Regions from separate parts of the Sparus aurata genome. Here region 2 is linked to region 1. Evidence: chromatin contacts called from public Hi-C data. All regions are on one chromosome and are shown on one strand. The core of a region is the stretch at or near the end of the contact, and the rest is flanking DNA. Distances in the headings are between cores, read along the strand shown. Region 1 holds the start of foxo3b (forkhead box O3b). Region 2 holds the start of sesn1 (sestrin 1).

What was found. Hi-C and Micro-C count contacts between places; a contact is called where the count stands out from the background.
Region 2: a Hi-C map of an unstated tissue shows a contact between it and region 1, with 4 times the contacts expected there. The contact joins the promoter of sesn1 here to the promoter of foxo3b in region 1. A contact is called at or near these places in 2 of 2 Hi-C or Micro-C datasets (skeletal muscle and an unstated tissue).

What each region holds. Positions count from the first base shown.
Region 1 is chr22:17,891,297-17,897,147 of fSpaAur1.1, forward strand. It overlaps foxo3b (forkhead box O3b), which reads left to right and starts at 2,941. Exons shown (of 4, transcript XM_030405224.1): 1 at 2,941-3,233; 2 at 3,554-4,282. The coding sequence starts at 3,725.
Region 2 is chr22:18,041,481-18,047,331 of fSpaAur1.1, forward strand. sesn1 (sestrin 1) reads right to left here and starts at 3,188. Exons shown (of 10, transcript XM_030404857.1): 1 at 3,075-3,188; 2 at 1,875-2,188. The coding sequence starts at 2,153. cep57l1 (centrosomal protein 57, like 1) reads left to right here and starts at 5,071. Exons shown (of 11, transcript XM_030404931.1): 1 at 5,071-5,091. The coding sequence starts at 5,071.

The DNA.
Region 1 (5,851 bases), core at 1,691-4,190:
TGACATAGATCAACAGCTGGTGAATGGACTGTATTTATATAACACTTTTCTAGTCGGGGCGCTATACAACACATGTCAGCATTCACACGCATTCACTGGTGACTACCTGCTTATCAGGAGCAATAACCATCACACTCACCGATGGAAGAGCCACCATGGGCAAACTAGCGTTCAATATCTTGCCCAAGAATGCTTTTGGCATGTAGACTGCCGGGGCCAGAAATTGAACCACCTACCCTCTGATTGGTGGATGGCTACTTCACCACTCCAGTCACTGAGTTAACCTTGTTAGGACATGAAAAACTTTAGAATAGTCAGAAAAATAACATAAATATTGTCATTTTTTGATTTTTTTTTAAATAAAGTTATTATTAGTGACATGGCTTGGTCATGAGACAGTTTTAAAAGATGCTCAAAACAAAACTTTATTCAAAGATCACCGATGGCAAAACAGCAAAAGCGCAAAAAAGAAAATCATGCTTAAAATTCTCCTTTGTCATTTAAATAAACAAAGAATTTACCTATTTCAGATATTCTAAAAGGATCAGTGATATATCTCTGTCTGATTCAGAGGGCTACATACAGTAATTCTGCACACAAACACACACACACACACGCACACACACGCACACACACACACACACACACACACACACGAGACATCCTAACCTCTGTCTGTACATCCAGTGAGCGGTTAACTCTATAGTTCTCTGCAGGAGCCAAACTGCTGCATCAGGTATTCTCTTTGATGTGAAGGGAACAAAAACCATCACATCACAATGCATGCACTCCTGCAATCCCGTACAGTACACACTCCAGACTGCTAGTGTAGATAGGGTGTGTGTGTGTGTGTGTGTGTGTGTGTGTGTTGAACCTAGCTGCCTTGTTAAAATGTGTGCCAATGAACACAGTTCATAATCATATCCAAGCTTTGTAAAGAGCATGTCAGTCTGGTTGAGATGAAAAACAGGCAGGCACAAAGATGATACACTGTTTATTTACAGTTATGTTTAAGGAATTGAGTAGACCTCACTGTAAGAGAGACAATTCTTGTGAAGTTAATTTAAAAAACACAATATTCTTGGAAATAACATGGAAATAACATGAGCAAAATCTAAATCTATGCTGTATTGATGAAGTGACATCTTGTTATCGTCAGCTGTGAACGCGCATTCCTGCACAGAAACCGCGCGAGCACACGCAGGTGGACGCGCACCTTGCACGTCAGGCAGCCGTCGGAGGAACAAAGAAGATGTGGACGAGGCTGTTTTGATCCTGAGGAGGAGGTGGAGGAGGTGGAGGAGGAGGAGCGGAGGTCCAGAGCATCACTTACAGGACGACGAACCATCTAGGATTTCTGCTCTTATCTCTCTCTCTCTCTCTCTGGCTAATAAAAAAAAGGTGACGTCATCCCGAGCGAGCCTGTATGGGCTCCAGAAAGGGGGCGTGGCCCGAGCGCGGTGACGGACGTTGATTGACAGGCTGGTTCGCTGATTAAAGGCGCCATCAGTGTCACTGAGATGAGAGTGATGTGAATGGAAATGTATGGATGTTAAAGATAGAGAGATGCTAGACTGACAATGCTTTTATTTTGGAGGATCATGTCTGAAGCATAAAACAATGTCATCATATTACATTTATATATTTATATAAAATCACATGTGATATGATGGAACATGGATTATTATTACTAGGTTATATCAAACATTAACACATTTTCTTTCTGAGCAAGTTAACATGAATACTATATTTAATCTTTCATAAAATTAAAAGCATAAATCCATAAAACGTTTTGGCACACCTTATTTCTTGATAACAAATTTTGGAAGGTGACCGTAAGTCTCTTTGAAAGCACAGTTTCTATTCCAGCAGTTAAAGGTGCATTATGTAAGAACTTGCCACCAAATAGAAAAAAAAAATGATTACCAGAGATACTGCTCATTGTAGCTGCTATTAACTAGTTAGCTTAGTTAGCCATGCAGCTAGCAGCCAGGACTGGCGGGTTTATGGTGTATTCCACTTGAACTTAAAAGTCAGAATTTCAGAGTTCCCAGTTGGCACTTTCAAAAGGAACGCTCCTTGAAGTCGGGTTCCCCACCCCGACTTCAAAATCCAAGATGGTTACTCCAAAAAGTTTTGGAATATTCAGTTTATTAGCATTTGTGTATACATTGTGTCTTGCTGACCAGCATGCTAACCAGCATGCTAATTTCAGTAGATATCTCTGCAACACAACGCAATGCATAGATGTCTTGATTGTCATTCTGTAAATGTTTTTACATATTGCACCTTTTAAAGTTGTTTAAATGAGAAACCATTAGTTGATTCATGTATTAAGCGCCATTTTCTGTGATTCCTTTTTTTTTATTTTAGCAAAAATGTCCAAAGATCATTGATTATTTCCTCTCAAATGTGAGTATTTGCTCATTTACATTGTCTCATGTGATATTAAAATTAAACACATTTTTTGAATATGTCGACTGGGCTCTGGGGAAGTGTTGTGGACATATTTTCATGATATTCTGATATTCAATGAGCCAAAAAGTCAATTAATCAGGAGAATAATTGACAGATTAAGTGATAATTAAACAATTCAGAGTCAGATGCATCAAAATTAATGGATTATAACAGAGCATCTGTAGCACTCACGGTTTGATAACTCCTCTTTTACAAGCATAGCGCAGTCAAAGAATCTTTCTAAAATTAAAAAAAAAACTACTCGACCAAATCGATCCTCTGTTGTTCTTATGTTGTGCGCCATTATTTCTGTGTATCACTCATCAACATGTCAGGACGTGTCCCAGCAGCCTCCACCTGCGCGCAGACCGCACCGTCCTGTTGGACTGCAGTGTCTCTTTAAAAGGCGATCCCATGCACAGGATCCAGGGGGCTGGCCCTTGATCGACTTGCATGCGTGTGTGTGTGTGTGTGTGTGTGTGTGTGTGTGTGTGTGTGTGTGTGTGTGTGTGTGTGCAGCGCTGTGAGTGGAGAGCAAATCGAGATACAGTAGTAACCCAGAGTGAGGTGGCAGTCTTATTCCACATCGACACTGACTTGCCCCGCACACTTCCAATCTGTCTCCATATCGCAGAAGCGCACTTACGGAGCGAAAAGAGGAGAGAGAGTCAAGATGGCATCTGGAAGCGGTCGCGGACAATCCGGGATCTAGAGTCTCGTCTGGGGGCTATTTTTTAAATTATTATTTATTTTGTGCCACGGAGCGCAAGTGCAAGGTATTTCATTTAAAGTGTTGGGATCGGATTTATGAGAGACGAGGTTTGAGCACTTTGTCCTCTGTCACTGATCTTCTGTGGGTGGATTCAGACCTCCGTGCACCAGGATTTTTTTTTTTTTATGTAGAGCTCTTATTCATGAGCAAGTAGTGTTTCATAATGAACTCAGAGGGGCGATTCATTCTCTTATTTCTAAGGAGTAGTTTATCGTAGCCTCGCTGACACGCTCGGCCGCTGTGTTGAATCTCTCGGGCTGTGTTTGAACTTCACTCTGACTGAATGTGTCGGGCTGATTTTCTCTGTCTTTATGTCCTCAACAGGCGCTAATAAGTGAGTCGCCCTCGGCCCCGTCAGGACTTCGCTGGTGTGGAATAGCAACAAAGGACGGGGGCGCGCATTCATGGGACGCGACTTTGACAGCTCCTCGCTTCTCGTCTTGTAACTTTTATTTACCTGGCAGCGGGGCGAGATTGTGACCGGAGCTGGAGATCATGGCCGAGGCTCCGCTCCCCGACCATCTCCCGGACTTGGACGTGGCCATCGACCCGGACTTCGAGCCCCAGAAGCGGCCAAGGTCTTGCACCTGGCCGCTGCCGCGACCGGACTCAAACGCGGTGAAACCGGAGAGCCACGACACAGATATCATACCCGAGGAGGAGGACGATGAGGAGGACAACGCCACCGCCTCGGCCATCGGTGTCAATGGCTCCGGCTTGGCGACGGAGGACCAGAGCAGCAACAGCCCCGCGGCCGATGGGGCGCTCTCCTCTCCCGGCCACGACAGCGGAGGCTCCCCGCTCTCCACGCACTCTCCGACGGCCACCTCAGGCGCGCTGACCCCCAGCAGCCTGGCCGCGCAGCAGACCCCGAGGAAGGCATCGTCTCGCAGGAACGCCTGGGGGAACCTCTCCTACGCAGACCTGATAACCAAAGCCATCGAGAGCGCGCCGGACAAGAGACTGACACTGTCCCAAATTTATGACTGGATGGTGAGATCCATCCCCTACTTTAAAGACAAAGGCGACAGCAACAGCTCTGCAGGATGGAAGGTAAGAGTCGTCCCCCCTCTCTCTCTGTCACCCACCCAGCCAGCCCCCCTCCTTCCTCCATCAAAACAAAAACAAAAAGCATGTGGCTTGTAAACCCACTGACGTACACACACACACACACACACGCACGCACACACTCACTCACGCACGCTCACACAATTATAGCAGCACAGTCGCGTGTTTTTGTTTTACAAGCGTCTATTTGGAAAGTCTGGCGCTCATTATTCCTCTTATTATCATTCTAATGGGAATTACAGATCTGTCCGAAAACGTCGAGCAAATGAGAAAAAATCACACGAGGGAAGCATCCAAGATCATTACTCTCTCTGGGGTTCAGTGACCTACACATAATGATCTTTTCAAATCGACCAAAAAACGTGATGTCTTTTGTCTTTTTTTTTTTTTTCTTTTTAATTTTTATTTTGTATTGTGATGAGCGATAATATTCCTCTGACGACACAGCCACAGTCACATGTCTGGAAGTAGAGCAAACAGAGAGGTTGTAACCGGTTCGTCTGGAAACACAGTAGCCTATTTCGAGTGACGCAACCCCCGTTTAAGACTCAAGGAATGATACAGTTACATAATGCAGTTTACTGAACAGCAGCTAATCCATTAATAGCACAAGGAGCTGGATGTAAACAAAACGATTTAACAATAATGTTGCACAGGGGGAGGGAAGTGTCTGTGAGGGCTTGATCCATGTGGGGCACTTCCAGTCATTCTCTGTGGTTGTGAATCCTGACTTAAATGATTTATTGCTTCATGTTTTTTTTTGTTTTTTGTTTTTTGTTTTTTGCCCTTTACATTCAGAGGCTAAAATTTCCATCATGCTACTGTAACCACAGCGGCATTGCCCTGTTTGCCATTTGTTATGTAAACCTTGGCGGGGATATATCAGTCTCCTGGGTCAGGTAGACAACTGCCAAGGTTGCTGATCCTGCCATGAGGGAATTACATAATCACTGGGTTGCCATGAGTTTGGGTACACTGTTAAAGGGTGAGGCTTCACCCTTTTTTTTGTCGTTGTTGGAAAAAAGGCAGCTATCTGGTCACCCAAAAGACACATGGGCCCCCGCGAACGAAGACGAGGGGCGGGGGCAGAAGGTCAGAGAGCAGAGATTAACACCCGTCATAGGCTGGACCAGTCCCAAGGGGCCTTGGAGCCTATAGGCCATTTTTTGTCGGGGCTTCTCAAGTTTTGCTATGTGATATGCTTCAGTGAAGAGCAGAGAAGGGAGGTTGTGTGTGTGTGTGCGTGTGTGTGGACCAACCAAGTCAAGGCCGGGTTCACCGTCACCATGCAGGGCTGTTACTCCTGGAATTTCGGGCATTAGGGCCAGGCTGTCGGTGGTTTAGTGTTACGCATGGTCTGTCAATAAATCTGGGCCGCCGCTCACAGCCTGAGCCTTTTTTTAGTTTTCTTATAAAAGACTCTTTTCATTGCAGACCCCCTTCTTCATACACAGAGGTGTGGCAATCAACCCACGCGCCAGTATAGATGTTGGCAATGGATGTCTCTGCCAACCACGAATACATTGCATTTTTACATCTCCTTAGGCTGAATTT
Region 2 (5,851 bases), core at 1,938-4,437, 150 kb after region 1:
TGCACCTTTTGGCAAGCCCACGGGAAATGCAGCTTAGCATAATTCAAAAATACCAGACGGTGTGTACTGTGGTGCACTGCTAAATCCACAAAGCAGCTTTCTCCCTCTCTCATCTCCCTCTGCCTCTCTCCTCCATCTTCCAAAAAACACTTCCGCACAAACAGGAATTAATACAGCTGCCAAACAGTCGATTTTCGCCAGAATGAACGACACCTCAGGCTATCAAAATGCACTGGGCTTAGTTCTGTTTGTTATTAGAGGACTCATTAAGGGGAAAAGGCCACCGCTAAAACGGCGTCAAAGCTTGGATAAAGCAGATATTTTGTCCTCTGCAGGTAAACAATGTCAAAATATTATAAATTCTGTGTGCTTCAGCTCCGGCCTTAATTAACAAATAACATAGCCGTGGATATCCATTCATTTTATTACTGCCCACTTCTTAGCGATTTCACTGGTGTTAGTAGGGATCAGGAAATAAGGCTGGCTCAGACAGAATTGACGACAACATGAAAACAGAATCAGATTCAGGTACATGCTGTGACCTGAATCCAGATTACGCCCCACCACATCTGCAATAACAACGCAGAAACTGCATGGCATACTGATCACACTGGCATGGATTTTTAACTGGTAGAAGGATGTGATGTTTCTGTGAGCAGATGGTTGAGAAAGATCACTGGTAGTTGTGATGTGTGCTGCAATTTTACACCCATTTTCATTTAAATAACAACAGGCCTGTGCACTGTCACACTTTAACAGCATTGTGAAAACAAACAAACAAAAAGCAAATTAAACAACCAACAGAAATGAAGAAACATTTTGATTGTGTTTAAAAAGATAAGATGAAAAAATGAAATGTTGGCTGTCATAATGGCACGATGTTGATGATGGAGGGCGTCACTGAGTATTTTCAGTAAACATGTCTTGGCTCTCTGAAAATACCCACATAAGTGCAGTGTAGAAGTTTTTATTGCCTGTTAAACTCACTGTGTGCTGGTGAACAGAGGCCTTTGAGCAAATTGTGCAGATGAAATATATATAATAAAGCCATGAAGTGTACTTTAGAGGCAAAGACGTTTTTTTTCCAGGAAGAATCAATCAATATGTTATATGTTGTATGACAATTGCGGCAATCTATATTGACAGTTACGACTGAAATCATTAGTTATTCGCAGTGTATTTAACTTAATTGTTAAGCATTACGTGTTCAATTATTTAGTCTGAGTTCATGATGGTGAAACTGTTAAATGGTGTTAAATGGCTTCCTATTGATTGCTTGTAATTAAAGTGATTAAGGCATTTTTTCTTCTGTTACATTAATTGTTAGACATTGAGACCATCAGCTAAATTATATTGTTTGATTGTAAAAAGCATGAGAAGTGAAATTTGTCATATATAGAAAATACATTAGACATTTCTGTATTTGCAGCCTTTTAAAAACCTTAACAATGTGATCTTAGGTTAAATTAGCTTATTATTTGACTAATAATCAAGAAACTTGCATCATGTGCCAAGTGTGCAAATGTGCATGTTGTCTAATCATCGGTGAAGATCTCTATTTTTCTTTGTGCGTGTATCTTATTCTGAAGTTTGGCTTCGACCCTTGCAGTATTTAAGTGTTAATGAGTTTGCGGTGTCTCGTTGTGTCACTGAATGTAATCCACTTGACAAAACATTGCATTGGCTCTTGACGTCGTTCTGACTCAACCACAATGTTTGCAATGCTTATGAAGAAGTGATGAGGGGAGCAGATGGCAGCAGAACAATACCATAAGCACTGGTATGGGAGGACCAGTGACAGCCTGGTACAGATTAATGCAACATAGAGCACAAAGCTCACCGGGGTCTCGTTATAAGCTGTATGAATCTCTTACCTGGATGGATTGTAGAAGCCGGATGCATCCTTCCCTGACGTCTTCGTAGGGACACCGTTTGGAGAGCATGAGGACGTGAGCCAAGATGTCATTCAGGTCACTAGTGGGAAGGCACCCAGAGGCCGGGGATAACCGGACCGGTAGTGGTATTGGCTTGATGGCCTCCACTTTCCTCATGACCACCTGGCAGATGTTCTCCATGGCTTCGTTCCTGGAGACGGCATCCCGACTGCCCAGCCCGTCCCATCTCCCCAGAGATTCCTGTTCCTGCACTTCCATCTTTTGATCTAACGTTTGTGCTGTCTTAAAAGAGGCTACACAACAAATAACACATGAAACACTCCGTATTTACATCACAGCATCAAAACAACCCCTCACAATGATTTAATGTTATTCTACAGCATCTAATATAACATTCAGTGTCAAACCATGTACAAATATGTATATATCAGCATCAACACATATTGTAAATAAAAAGAAACTGCTGTACAAAAATGTGTTTACATCCAAATCTAAGACGATATAGTCTCAGACATACTCAAAAAAATCCTGATGTAAGGGAGCAGACCCCACCAAATGGTTGAGCCTTAATTTGCAAAACCCTACCTGCCAAAATGACCTAACACTGACATCACAATTGATCACCATGGTATAAATAGTCTCGAAAATTCTGTAATGGTTGAGAGTTTTAATTCAATGATAAAACATTCAAACGTGTAGAATATGACTGACAAATTGTGTATCTGATTTCGTAACTGCTAAATATCGGCAGGAATACAGGGATTTAAACCTAAACCATGCTGACATTTGGTCTGTATCATCTCCCAAAAAAAAAAATAAGCCCGGCTAAAGTGCAGACTATTATAGTGATGTTTACAAGCCATCATAATCTGCCAGTTAAAGTGTCATTCTCTCCTTCTGCCTCTGTAAATTATATTTACCAATTTTTCCTTCGCGGTTAATGTCTTTTTCTTTAAATGTAAGACATATCATGTTTGGAAAATGTGCAAATACGCAACTTGTCAGTTAGTAGAGGTCCATTCAATCTCTCCCTGCCTTCCTTTTCGTGGCAAAGCTTCCAAGCTGCCCGTTCACAAAGACACCAGTAAAGTACAAAGGACGAAAACGAAAAACATAACCCCTACATGCAAACCTTTCGATGTGGACATTAAACACAAAGTGTCATTCTCAAATACTCACTTTATCCACATTCTTTGGCGCTGGTCTTCTGCTCCGGGACGCCTTCACACAGCACTGACCAGCAACGCTAGTCCCAGGGTAGAAACGAGAGGAGGGGGCAACTTGAGAGTAATCATTTGATCGGCAGAACGCTTTGGCCAATGAGAGGAGGCCGTGGGCATTCGAGGGCGTTACCGTGTGGGATCTGACAAATGATTGGTCGGAGGCCAGTTGCCAAGCTCCCGGGGGAAGGTTTTATGGGAGTTGAGTTCTCCTCGCGTATTGTGTGTTGTGGATGTTAGCTCGGAAGAACTACGTCTCCCGTCATACATTTCGGCAGCAGCCCCCCCCCTCCCCGCTCTTGTTTATCAGAAATAACTGAAAGGCAGACAGAGGAGAGAAAGAAGGAGGTGTAGCCTACATTTCCACTTGATTTGTTGTTTTACATTTAACCTCGGTTGAATTGAACTTAACTGCCAAGCTACACATTAAAACGTTTAACAGTGCCAGCTAAACAGTGTGAGCACACAAATATCCACGTCAACAATGACTGACAGAAGATATAATTGGATTGTGATGTTAGAGACAAATGTTTTGTCCCTGATAAATTCACTATCTCAGCGCTGCACACCTGCCACACTGTGAGCACGTCGCTTTTTTGCTGCAGCAGACTATTTGCATACTGCTGCTGTGCAAATGTTTACTGGTGATTGAGGTACAGGCTAAACACATGGCACTATCAGAAAATAGCTTCAGAGATCTGAAAAGTGTTTTATTGAGTTGAAAGACAGCATGTCTCCACATTATGCTGCAGACCATAAGAGGCTATTTCTTAAATAAAAGGTGTTAATCAAGGCCACTGAGGTCATGTCCTCAGTATTCTGGGTGGATGTGTGTGTATGTGTGGGGTTAGACAAAAATGGCATCTAATAATGTGATAATAATATGATAGAGGCTAATAATAATATGATATGAGACCCTCAACTTTGTTATGAGGGGCTTATGTCTGCTTACATCCTCCATTTCTTTTAAATAAGGCATAATAATAAGGTCAGTTTTTCAGCAATACATTAAGAAATGATTAAATATTTTAAATATCAGTGTACTTGTGATGACATTACTCAAGGTGAGTGGACAACAGCATACACACCACATGCTTTTTTATGGTGCAGGCAATCAAATCCTCCCAAAATCAATTCCAATGAAAAAATGTTATTATTATCATTATCATTTTTATTTTCCTTATCATTATTATTATCAAATACCTTTTTTAACAAATCAGTGTGTGGGAATTAATATTTCTATTATTTTTTCATTAGGATTACTTCAATCAAACTTTAATCAAAAAGTAAAACGCAGAATAGATTTTGGATTGATTTACAATTAGTTCAGATTCTCTGAAAGGGAAGGTGTATTACACACACAATGAGCATTTAAAGCACTTCATGTAAAAAAGATCACTCACTCACATAATAAATATCTTGATGCAAAGAAGCCAACTTACCAAAGTGTATGTTTGTACTTGAACATGAAACCGCTAATTGAAATGTATTTGAACATGTAGTCTGGTTGATTAATTTAAATATTTGAACACTTAAATTGTATTGAGATAAAATCTACAGCCTGGTCAAATATGATAGAGGGAAGCAGAAGGGGGAGATGAAATTCTAATAATGTTAACTTGTTTCCTTTGATCTAAATAATCTTGAATGGTATCTCTGTGACCAAACCTTAATAAAATGTGGGTTTTTCTGTTAAATAACACTGATTCGTCTGGCACATTGTAGACCTGGGAAGTGGGAGATGGAACAGTGCGCAGGCGGAACCTCTGTGACGAGAGCGGCAAAGAGGAGGGAAATTTAAAATGTTCGGACTTCCTCATGGTGACAGGACAACTGAGTTGCACGAAGAAATCAGACAGCAATATTGAATTATTTACAACTAACACAATCAGTCTGATTATATTATATAGAAGCATATGATCGTTTGAAACGACTATTGTCCTCTGTGTTACAAAATGGAGACTCATTACGACCAGGTAATACTCGCTCGTCAGCCGTTAGCTGCGAATGTGGCTAACACATTAGCTGCAGCATTGTTTACTTTCGCTCACTTGTTGCTAGCTGCTAGGTTGTAAGAAGAGGCTTTTCTATTCTTTTTTTACGTTTATATAGCTTGAACATAGGGGAGGGCGGTTGCAAATGGATGTCGTCGCTGCTTTATGATAAGAATACATCTTATCTGGACGTTATCTGTCAATAAATCGGCGTGTTATTGTTTGCGAAACGTTAGCAGTTTTTAAATTCCTGATGCTTTTAGGAGCGTAACTGGGCTTGTTCGTACAACAGCCCTCTTGATGCAGAAAACTGTGTCACTGGGGGAAAGTGCAATGTTAAGTGTAGTTTACCAACAGAAATGTAAATAATAATCCTAAGAATACGTTTATTTATACAACACCTTTCAAGAGCAGAACGTCATAAAGTGCTTCACAGCAATAAAATGAAGAAAACACAAACAGAGCAACAGAGCATAAAGCAATCTGTCAGCAAGATAATCTATAGGGTTAAACATAGCAATACAAAATAGCAGACACGTTAATCAAAAGCATGTTTCAATAAATTAGCGTTTAGCTGCTTTTTTAAATGTGTCAACTGTGTCCACATTACGTAAATTCAGTGCAAAGAAGGTCTCAGAGTGTAGGAGTTACTACCTCAAAAGCACAGTCTCCTTTTGTCTGTAGCCTGGTGCTAGGAACAGTTAACATCCCTGGCCAGTGGACCTCAGAGTTCTACTTGTGT